Regions from separate parts of the Mus musculus genome. Here region 2 is linked to region 1. The links are chromatin contacts, called in public promoter capture Hi-C maps. All regions are on one chromosome and are shown on one strand. Each heading gives the region's core, a stretch centred on a gene start, on an enhancer-like site or on the middle of the called end of the contact. The rest is flanking DNA. Distances are from core to core; before and after follow the strand shown. Region 1 holds the start of Pdcd5 (programmed cell death 5). Region 2 has its middle 47 kb from the start of Gm30483.

Region 1 (5,493 bases), core at 1,020-3,519:
AAAGACAGTAGCAGATACGGTCTGGCAGAATTAAGGGACGGCTGGGGCTGGTTATGCCTATTATCAAGGGCTCATAGAACCAGACTTAATTTATTTCCTTAGGCCACCTTCTCAAGAGTTCCTGAATCTAAGATGCTATGGTCCATAAGACGCACCAATCTGTTTATGCCTTATCAGTACTTGAACCCAGGGCTCTGCATATGCTAGAAAATGCTCGACCACTGTGCTACAGCCCCAGCCTTTTTTTTTTTTTTTCATATATATATATAATCACTTTAACACAGGGTCTTGCTAAGCTATCCAGGCAGACCTTGAACTTGAGATCCTTCTGTCTCTGCTTCCCAAGCAGGGAGGTTAGAGGCGTGAGCCACCACCGGCTTTATGCGCTCAAAGCATAAAAGAGACCCTAGATGAGGAGTCCTGATTAGAGAGGGAAAACCAAACAACCTGCTTTGAGAATGTGGACTTCCAACGGGTTAACCGTGAAGGTTGCCAAAGAGAGTGGGGAGCAAGGGACTTAGTGCTCAGATCTGAACACACCCCAAACAACGGGAGAGGCAAAAGCAGGGTGTGAAGTAGTCACGTCAAATGCATGCTTGAACTTGAGTGAAAGTGCTCTGCCACGCGCAGGGGTAAAACAGCAGAGTAAGTTAGTGTCCACGGACCGCTCACGGGGAGGCCTTGGGTCTAGAATCCCTATGAGGTTATTTACTGTTGGGCTTAGGCAGAACTTCAAAGTGAGGTCTTACTGGAACTCCGTGGGTATTTACTGAATCAGACTAAAAAGGGAATTACCTTCAAGCAGGCTTAGTAGAAAATCACTAGGTTCTGAGATTCACTAAGAGTCACGGACCAATTCCAACTACTAAATAAAAGCCAAAAGCTCAATCTATGAAACCACTCTTCCAGAAAGTTCTAGTTCCAGCCCTACCTTTGCTTTGCTTCCTGTTGGGCTGCATCACCAGGATCCTGAAAAAAAAATAATTTTTACCTTTTAATGGAGTGGAACTTCAAAAGAAGAGAGAAGAACACATGGGTCAGGGAAAGGTGGGGTGAGGCACATTTGTCACCATAGTTAGCACTTAGGAGACACAAGAATCTCAAGTTACCGGCCAGCCTGGGCTATAAACAGAGACCGTATTCAAAATAAAGTAAAATACCAAATAAATGAAAACAAAAATAAAGGGCTTATTCGATATTCTTTCTGCTATAATAGGTTCCCGAGGTGGAAACTGGACCTCACCAAAAAAAAAAAAAAAAAAAAAAAAAAAAAATCAATAAGTCAGTTTCCATTTGCAATGTTGTGTTCGTTTTATTAAATAAGGGCTGAGGGTGGAACTCAGGGAAGAGAGGGTGTTGTGTATGCTAGGTAAGCACTGTGGCCCAGGCTAACCCCCACTCCCAGCCCCACATTTCCCAAGCGTCTCAAGTCACAATCTAAAAGAATGTTTGAGAACGCACACATTCCTGAAAAGGCCCCGGTATCATGGAGCCCTATTTTTAACCAGTGAGAAGACTGGAAAAAAGAGACCCTGGCTTGGCACGAAAGATGCTGGCTCAAAGGCTCAAATGCTTGCCACTGAGGTCACCCACCACCACTAGCGTTTGTCCCAAGGCAAGTTTACAACCCGCTACTCCCTCCTAGCCGGCACCGCAGGGGCTGAGCACCATCTCTGGAGTCCGCGGTTCGACTCCCGCCCGGGGAGGCGCTGTCAGAGCGGCGTCCTCCGCACCAGAGCTCAGAGGATCCCCCTCTACACAGCGCGGGCTTCCGGTCGGCAAGACCCCCCCCAATCCGAGGACACCCCAATCCCGGCGAGGATCGCCTGAGGCTCGACGGCAGCGAAAACCGAGACTTGGGGGGTGGGGTGGGGGGTGACTCGAAGGCGCGCACACCCCAACCCGCACAAGCCTCACGCGGGACCCTACGGCAGCCGAGGAGGCGGCGGTGACCTCCGGGGACACCCCCATCCCCGTGGGCACACACACGTTGCCATGGGGTACGCGGAAGCCGGGGTCCCACGAGCAAACGCCGAGAGCCTGTGCCTGGGGCGAGGGCGTCACCTCGCCCGCCCGCCCGCTCGCTCACTCACTCCATGCTTGGCCTGCAACTCGGCCAGCCTCTGCTTCCTCAGCGCCTCAAGTTCTTCGTCCGCCATGGCGCGGCTGTCCCACGTCGCGCAGGCGCAGCGGCCGTCGGGGGTCGCGCAGCCGCAGCCGCCCTCCGGTACACTCGGTTGGAATCGCTTCGGCCGGAGACTCGAGCCCGGCGCCTTCGACTGCGCAGACGCGAGTGATGCTCAGGCATCAAAAGTCGAGTGCCGAGTTGGGGCTGCCGGGCCTCGGCCAGGGTGCCTTGCAGAGGACCGATCCTGCGATGGGAAAAGGGGCAGAACCTCTAAGAGGGCGCTTGTGGGTTCCCAGGCTCTGAACTGCGCGTTAACACGCCCCACCCTAATGATTCCTAGGACTGGCAATGGCGCAGTTCTGCAAGGTGTAAACTCCTTAGTCGACGCCCTGTCTGCTTTACCCCAACCCCCAAGGGCCTTTGCTGAGAAGATGCTGTGTGTGTGAGTGTGTGTGTGAACTATGGCAATACACACACACACACACACACACACACACACACCCTGATTTTGGAGTGAGGGTCCCAGTAAGGGATGGAGTGGGTGGAAAAAAAAACTGCTCAATTCTCCAATCCTGTGACTTGCTTATGGTATATGTATTTTAATTTTTCCAAATACATCTAACCATTTTCATTATATATATATATGGAGGTAAGGGATGAGTGAGCCTGAGGAGACAAACATTGGACCCCTGGAGTTGGAGTTCCAAGCAACTGTGAGTCACCTGATATTGGGTTGAGAATCGAATTCTGGTGCTCTGGAAGACTAATACACACTTTTAACCACTGAGCCATCCCTCTAGCCCATATACCTACATCCACCCTGTTGAGCAATGGCTACTCTCTATAAATTTTTCATCATTACAAACTGGCACCCACTCACTAAATAGAAATTATTTATTATCCCTGGTTCCCATTACAAAACAATGTTCTGTCTGTATAAAATTGCCTATTCAAGCACTATTTATTTATGGCTGGCATATTTGACCAATCATATACCACCTTCAAGTTTTTTATCCATGTTGTACCATGAGACAGAACTTCATTCTTGATTGGATTTGGTGGGTGTGTGCCTTTAAAGTCGGCCAATCCAGGGGCGTCTGAGGCAGGAGGATCTGGAATTGAAGACCAGCTTGCCATTACATAGTGAGACTTTGGCTCCAACCAAACAAGCTCTCCCCTCCCCCATTTCATTATTTCCTGGCTGAACATATTTACTGTACAAAGCACATTAGATGTATTCATCAGTTTAACCTTGTTCACTTTTTGCTTAGTGTGAGTAAAGCCACTATCAATGCATGTGTTCAAATGCCTGCCTGCAATCCTGCCTTCAGTTATTTTAAATATGTATCTATGGATGGAATTGCTGTGTTAGGGACTGTGGTGGTTTGAAAGAAAATGGCCCCCAGAGGCTCTTAGGGAGTGGCACAGTTAGGAGGTGTGCCTTGTCGTAGGTGTGTCTCGGTTGGAAGGAAGTGTTTTTCTGGGACTCTGAGGTTTCAAGTGTGCTCACGCCATAGTGTTACTTTCCCTGCTGCTCGCCTATTGATGCAGAACTCTCAGCGACCTCTCCTGTACCATGCCTGTCTGCACTACACCATGCTCCCTGCCACGATGATGATGGACTAAACTTCAGAACCTATAAGCCAGCCCCAATCAAATGCCTTCCTTTATAAGAGATGCCGTGATCATGGGGTCTCTTCACAGCAATAGAAATCCTAAACCAGACAGTTGCTTTTCTACTACTGTGATACAATACCATGACCAAGGCCATTAATAAAAGAAAGCTTTTAATTTGGAGCTCACAGTTCCAGAGAATTAGAGTCCGTGACCATCATGGTGGGGAGTATGGTAATGAGCAGGCAGGCATGACAGTGCAACAGCAGCTAAGATCTCACGTCTTGAGACAACTACTATTTTGAAAATTCAGAGCCCTAGTGACACACCTCCTCCAAGGCCACACCCCTCCAAGGCCACACCCCTCCAAGGCCACACCTCCTGTAAGGCCACACCTCTTCCAAGGCCACACCTCCTCCAACAAAGCTACAGCTCCTAATCTTTCTCAAATGCCTGTGTCAACCTCTCCATAGTTCTAATAGCATCTGAAACTCAACATACCCGTAGTTAACCCTTGACTTCTTCATCAGCTGTCCCTTCTACTTCTCCTTACTTTGGTAAATGTCACCGTTTATTAACTAGGTCAGAACACAAGCACCTGGACCTGAGGAAATGGTTTAGGTAGTAAAAGTGCCTGTCACCTAAGTGTGGTGACCTGCATTAATATCTCCTCCCCTCAAAAGCCTATCTGAATACAGCCTAGCATCCCAACCCTGGGGAGGCAGACCCAGACAGTCTGTTCAAAGTGCCGCTCTTCAGGTTCATTTCAAGACCCTGTCTCAAAAAATACAGTGAAGAATGACTGAGGAAGACATCCAATTGTTAACCTCTGATCTCCATGTGCACACATATCCAAACACACAAGTACAGTCTTGTGTGGCAGATGCTCCCTAGGAAGACACAATACACATGTCTATCAGCCCAGAAAGGGAACCATAAAGACAGACCAATATAAGAGTCCAACCAAAATCTAAATTTGTGAACCATAGGGTTTTTACTGAGGTTCTCAACAGGAGTGGGTGTGAGGGTTACTCCTAAGAGTAAGAATGACTCAAAGAGCAGACTTTTTGAAAAGTCCATCCCACCATGGGCAGTTGTGGCTCATGAAAGTCGCAGCCCTGGGGCTCCCTCCTGTCAGCTGTTTACTGGAGAACAGCCCTCCAGAATCCCCCAAATTTTCATTCTCCCAGACATGATGCATTTGTTTACTTCTGTAGTGGTTGGAATGAGAAATGTGCACCATTGATGGGTGTGTTTGAACACGTGGTCCCTAACTGGTAGTGCAGTTTGGGGAGGTTATGGAACCTTTAGGGGGTTCATCCTCGCTGGAGGAAGTGCATCAGCAGCAGGGGTGGGCTTTTAAAAGCCTTATCTGCTTCCTGACTGGACTCTGTTCCACATTCCTGGCTGAAGATGCGGTCGTTGTGTTTCTTCCTCCAGCCACCTCCTGACATGCCATTTTGGACTCTTCCCCTGGAACCATAAGCCCCGATAAACTCTTCCTTTTATAAGTTGCTTTGGGGCATGGTATTTTATCACCGACAAAAAGTAGCGGAGGCATGCCCTGACTCTCCTGAGCCTTCCCTTCCAGAGGGAGTGTTTCAGTTCAGAGGCCATTGACATACAGAGCACATAGGCTTGTACATACGCAAACAGGAAAGAAGAGGAGAAGGAAGGAAGGAAGAGATGGAAGGATGCATTTGGTAGAAGCACAGGTGATACACAGCTATTTCATGGCCTCCTTGTGTTGG
Region 2 (5,424 bases), core at 2,782-5,281, 1.7 Mb after region 1:
ACTCTGGCCAGCTTGAGTGTGGCAAACAAACATGGCTCTGGCTGGCTCACCTGTGGGTCCACAGCTGTTTATTTTTCAAAAGAAGGAGATCTTGTCTTTAAAACCTTAGACTGCATCTTTGCTGAAGCTAGAGAATTGAGAACATTTTCTGGATCGTCTCCTGCAAGTTAGTTAAACACCGAGACTGTTAGGATCAACATAGATGTCTGTCGTTTGCTTGGACATACTCGTACTATGTTTTGCTCAGGGGAGGGGGACTGCAGTGGTGGTGGTGGTGGTGGGGATCCTGCAATTCCCTCTGAAAGAATCCTCAGTTCCTACTTGGTGCATGAGGAAAATTTAAAGACCAGGAGAGAGGTAGCTTGGTGGATAAAGACAGAGGAGACCAGAGCCTCTGGTGATGTGATGGGCCTGCCCTGGAGATGTTGTAGCCTGGGCACCCTGACGAGACTCCCCAGGGAGATCTTTGCTCCCCTGGTTCTCAGAACCGCTTCCTCCCTCCGCCCAATCTACAAACAGAATGGCTCTGTGCACCCTGGAGAGTGGGAGAGGGGTCACTAGTTAGTTCTGCACCTAGGAACCTCCTGAACCTGTCAGCTCTGCATCTTGCCCTGGGCTCTGTCCCCTTCCCGTGGAGCAGCTGTTAGGGAGGTTTTCTCAGCAAACAGATGTCTGCTGGAGAATTGAAGGCTGGGAGTTGGAGGCCAGCTCCCGACTGTACTTTGAATTATGTCTGCCTTGATCATTACGCAGTCATTCACATATATTTTAGACATCAATATTGTCTAGAAATATTCTCCAGTCCTCAATGCTATTTATATGCTTCGATTCTTCTCTCTGCTTCTGCTCCGAGAGTATGCTCCATGCTCTCCCAGAGCCACCGACTGCTTTCATATCATTTTCATAAATATTTTTATTGGGAAGGGCTTGCCATTTTATTCTAAATTATTTCTCTCCACGCTAAGCAGAAGCCAGCACTCCTGGGGTGCCCAGGAACCTTCCTAACCTGTTTGGATGGGAGCTGAGCTGGTTCTATGTGGCTTTAAAGGAAAGAATATCTTATGGTGTCTCTTCCCAGACAGGGAAAATTTTGACACTAACAAAAGATAGGTTATAATGATGTCACTTTGGTAAAGCCATGGCAGACAGGACTCTTATTTATGTTAGAAACACTGCTTTGGCTTACATCTGATGTCTGCATACAGCGTAAGTCTTGGGAAGGAAAAAGAGCTCATGTGTAGTATGAGAGAAATAAGAAGTACAGGCATGAGGGTTGGAGAGATGGCTCAGTGTGTAGAGCATGTCTGCTTTTACAGAGGACCTGGGTGTGGTTCCTAGCACCCACACGGCAGTTCATAATGATCTGTAACTCCAGCAACAGGGGATTCTCTGCTCTCTTTCAGAGCCCCTGCATGTTGGAATGGAAAGGCACGCATGTGATACACACACAGACAGGCAAAACATCCAAACACACAAAATAATTTACAATCTTAAGTAGAACTACGTACAGGACTTGAGTGAGTATCAAAGACTGAGAATATTTTGGAGCAGAGAGCATCACCCCGAGATCGGGAAAACTGTCCTACCTCCTCGCTCCCTCGCCATGTACGGGCTGTGCCTAATCCAGGCTGCCAATAACCTGATCTGGCCCTGGCATGAGCTGCCTCCCTCCCCAGCAGTTCTCCAAGCAGCCTCTAGGTGGTGCTAATACTGCATAGCTCCAGCTTTTCGGCACAATGAAAACATTAATTTGCTATGAGATAATTTTTGACGTAAATGTAAAATGGTGCCCATTCGAACTCAGTAATGAAGCATGGTGCTTTCTGCGGCTCCTAATTTGACTAGTTAAATGACTCCATTACGTGTCTAACAGACAGAAGCAAATAATTTCTGGTCAGTTGATGTTCACTTATCCGTATCATTTTGCCCTGAAAATAAAAAGTCTCTAATCTACAATTCCTTTGTCTTGGTGGGTTTTTTTTTTGGGGGGGGGGTAAGATTATTAAGGCAAATATACTTAAATAATTCAGGTTAAAGTAGTACAGAGTAACAATTAAAACGCCAGCGTGTGTGCCTAATAGAGGCAGCACAAAACCGGAAACCATTTTCAAACTACCCTAACCTTTGCCCTGTCCCTTGGTCTGGGGTATTTAACAGAAGACTTGAGAGCTAAAAGAGAAAGAATCCATATTTCCAAACCCATTGTCCCCTGACAGCTAAAAACGGGCTGCTGCTGTCTCCTGTTCACTCTGCCACATAACTTTGAAGATTTTTGGACACATCTCAGTGTAGCAAAAATAAAAAGTAAAAATAAAATAATAATAATAAAATACTGCTTTAAAAAATATCAAGTGATGACTAATTTTGCCCAAAGGGGGGAAAATGGTTAATATTGAATCTTAATGTTCCTCATCTAAACGCTTTTTTCTTCCTGCTAAAAACAAGTTTCGAATTAAAGCATATCGGCTTACACATATTGCATGCATATTAGCGAGACACAGCTGTGTATGTCCCCCTCTTAAGAGCCATATGATTAAGTTATGAGATATCATATAATCCAAACTCTTTCTCTATTGGTCACCTTTTACAGACAAAAGCTTTTTCGTTTTTAGGTTTATTAAATGACAGAGCGTCCGACTCTGTAAGTGTTCCAGTCGTTATAATGGAGCACCTGTGACTTTGATTCCCTTCCCTCCCCCCCACTCCTCACTCACAAAGTCCATCTATAAATCGCTACCAAAATGGCCCAGGGGCTGACTGGGGCCAACCCTCCACGTCTGCAGCAGCTGCTGGTAGCTCCTTGACAAGGGTGGAGACCTCGGTGTGGACCTGGGTCTCAGAAATCTTAGTAAACGTCAGAATGACATGCCCCAGCCATGCCACCCCATAACTCCGAGGCAAGGGACAGTGGCCTCTCTTCATGAAGAACCAGTAGTTGAGAGAAAGGAGCTCTAAGGCTCCAAGGGAGCTCTTAGCTCTCGCTTCTCGTGTGTGGATCTGTGAGGCACCGTCTAGCAGAGTACAACATGGTAACTTGAAAATATGGTTTAAATGATCGTCACCCTGCGCCACTCCCCCCCCCCCAAAGTAACAGGCTCTCTGACCTAATTAAATCCACTTTAAAGAAACCAACTGGCGTGTGTGTGTGTGTGTGTGTGTGTGTGTGTGTGTGTGTGTGTGTGTGTGTTTTGTGTGGACAGCCTTTATTAAGCTTTTAAAATCGCAAATCCCTTTGTGCGTGCAAACTCCAGCAGTTTCCATGTTCGGGTGAGGGACACAGAACACAGACTATGTCTTTTGATGTGAAACAATGTCAAAAGGACTAATTATGAGTCATACTTTCTTGAAATTTTTGTTGGCTGATGTCGCCTCTGCAATTGGATCCCTGCATAAGGCCAGCAGCTCTTGCCGGAGGGGAGAACCTGGCACCTTCTGTTCCTGGGCCATCACCCTGGCCCTTTGCTGTTATGTAGGTCGAGAACGCCCGTGGGTTTCTAGGAAGGATCTCACTTTTAAACTTGGCATGGAAGTTACAGCTGGAGAGCAATGTCGTAGCGCAAAGATCTGTCTACACTGTGCGTGCTGAAAGAGGAAATGAGGTCAGGAGGGGCAGAAGAGAAGTGCATCTAAGGAAGGCTTCTTGGGACCTCAGGTCAGGCTCAAAAGCTGCTCCTGTAGCCCATGTTCTTCACAGGAATGCCTGCTGCTCCAAGTCTCTGAAGACAGTGGCTGGCAGCTTTTAGAGGGGCAGCCCTTTATCTGAGTCCAGGGAATGCAGGCCAGAGAGGAAGCAAATCCCACCTGAGGCTGAGCCCACAATGCTACCTGAAAGTGAGGGAGTCCCTGGATAGCAAAAACATAGAGTTAGACACAGGGGCAGGTCAGAGGCTGCACAGGAATGAAAGTGAAGGAAACTGTCCAGGTTAGAGCTGAGCTCAGATGAAAGGCTTCCCGAGCAGCTCGTGGGAAACGTTACAACTCCCTACGACCCATAATGGGAGCCAGATTCTTCTCCTGGTGGTTGTCAGGGAAGCCCCAGCACCTCCCACCTCCCCCGGAACAGCTGAGGGTCAGCACTCTTGGCCCTGGATTAACTGCTATGAACCTGTGAGGGGAAGGAAATGCCTGTTCCTGAACCAGGGACTTAGCAAAACGGTCCTAGAAACTGAGTTGTGGTGCTTTTATTTTATTTTATTTTTCCTTGTGCTAGCAACTGAACTCAAGAGTCTTGTGCACACTAAGCATGCTTTTCTAAAACCTAATGAAGTGCTCAGCCTGGTGGCACACAGCTATATCCCCAGCACTAGAGAAGCAGAGGCAGGAAGACTGAGAGGTGGAGGATAGCCTGGGCTGCTGTGTACTGAGAAGATGAGAAAGAGAGACAGACAGAGAGACAGAGAGACAGAGAGACAGAGACAGAGAGAGAGAGAGGCAGAGAGAGACAGTGGCAGAGACAGAGGCAGAGGCAGAGAAAGACACAGAGAGGGACAGAAAGATAGACACACACATGGGGGGGGACAGAGACAGACAGAGAGAAAAAAAGAGAAAGAAAGACAGAGACAGAAAGACAGACAGACAGACACACACAGAGAGAGAGACAGAGAGAGACAGAGACACATGCAGAGGCAGAGAGAGAGGCAGAGAAAGACACAGAGAGGGACAGAAAGATAGACACACACATTGGGGGGGGGGACAGAGACAGACAGAGAGGAAAAAAAGAGAAAGTAAGACAGAGACAGAAAGACAGACAGACACACACACACATACACACACACAGAGAGACAGAGAGAGACAGAGACACATGCAGAGGCAGAGACAGAGGCAGAGAAAGACACAGAGAGGGACAGAAAGATAGACACACACACGGGGCGGGGGGGGAGAGACAGAGACAGACAGAAAGAAAAAGAGAGAAAGAAAGACAGAGACAGAAGGACAGACAGACAGACACACACACACACACACAGAGAGAGAGAGAGGGAGAGAGAGAGAGAATAAAATCTGAAAGGCAGAGAGCCTGGTGTATTGGGATGGGTATGACAACTGCCAAAAACAAATAAATAAAACTACTTTATTTGCCTTCTTATGTCCACAAAGAGAAGATGTGAGCAGATGCTAGCGGCAGACAAGTGTTTCCAAAGGAGATCAGCGTCGCGGCAGAACAGGTGAGGGAGGAATCAGGCTACCTAAGGACTGATAACTCCGGAGCAAGTGGGAGCCATCTTCGACTCTGTGCAGGAGGAGGTGAGGTGACTGGGGGCCCATTAACAAATACCCCGAGAAGCCAGAGAAGTGCGGGTGGACCAGAGCCCTTATGCAACACCTATATTTAATAATGACTCTGAGGGAGATCAAGGAAATTAAACACCAGTAAGCTTGACTTGAGCAGTGGGGAAGATATTGGAAACACTAATCAGAGACAAAATA

What was found. Promoter capture Hi-C pulls out the DNA fragments that hold promoters and counts their contacts.
Region 2: a promoter capture Hi-C map of liver shows a contact between it and region 1, with 4 times the contacts expected there. The contact joins the enhancer-like site here to the promoter of Pdcd5 in region 1. A contact is called at or near these places in 7 of 39 promoter capture datasets (the 3T3-L1 cell line, the C10 cell line, cranial neural crest and 4 more), 9 of 484 Hi-C or Micro-C datasets (Sertoli cells, brain, cerebral cortex and 5 more), 7 of 115 datasets of contacts at active chromatin or transcription factors (the NIH/3T3 cell line, astrocytes, craniofacial prominence and 4 more) and 2 of 9 other capture datasets (adipose tissue and liver).

Annotation. Positions count from the first base shown.
Region 1 is chr7:35,645,213-35,650,705 of GRCm38.p6, forward strand. Pdcd5 (programmed cell death 5) reads right to left here and starts at 2,270. Exons shown (of 6, transcript NM_019746.4): 1 at 2,094-2,270; 2 at 932-969. The coding sequence starts at 2,159.
Region 2 is chr7:37,372,385-37,377,808 of GRCm38.p6, forward strand. It overlaps a transcript of Zfp536 not described here. Among named protein-coding and RNA genes, the nearest start is that of Gm30483, 47 kb to the left of the region's middle. Within about 2 kb of position 4,032, at least 18 of the 459 cell types and tissues checked have an H3K27ac peak or open chromatin away from gene starts, as enhancers often do. A contact at or near this core is called in muscle stem cells, second pharyngeal arch cranial neural crest and stem cell-derived motor neurons, where this site is marked.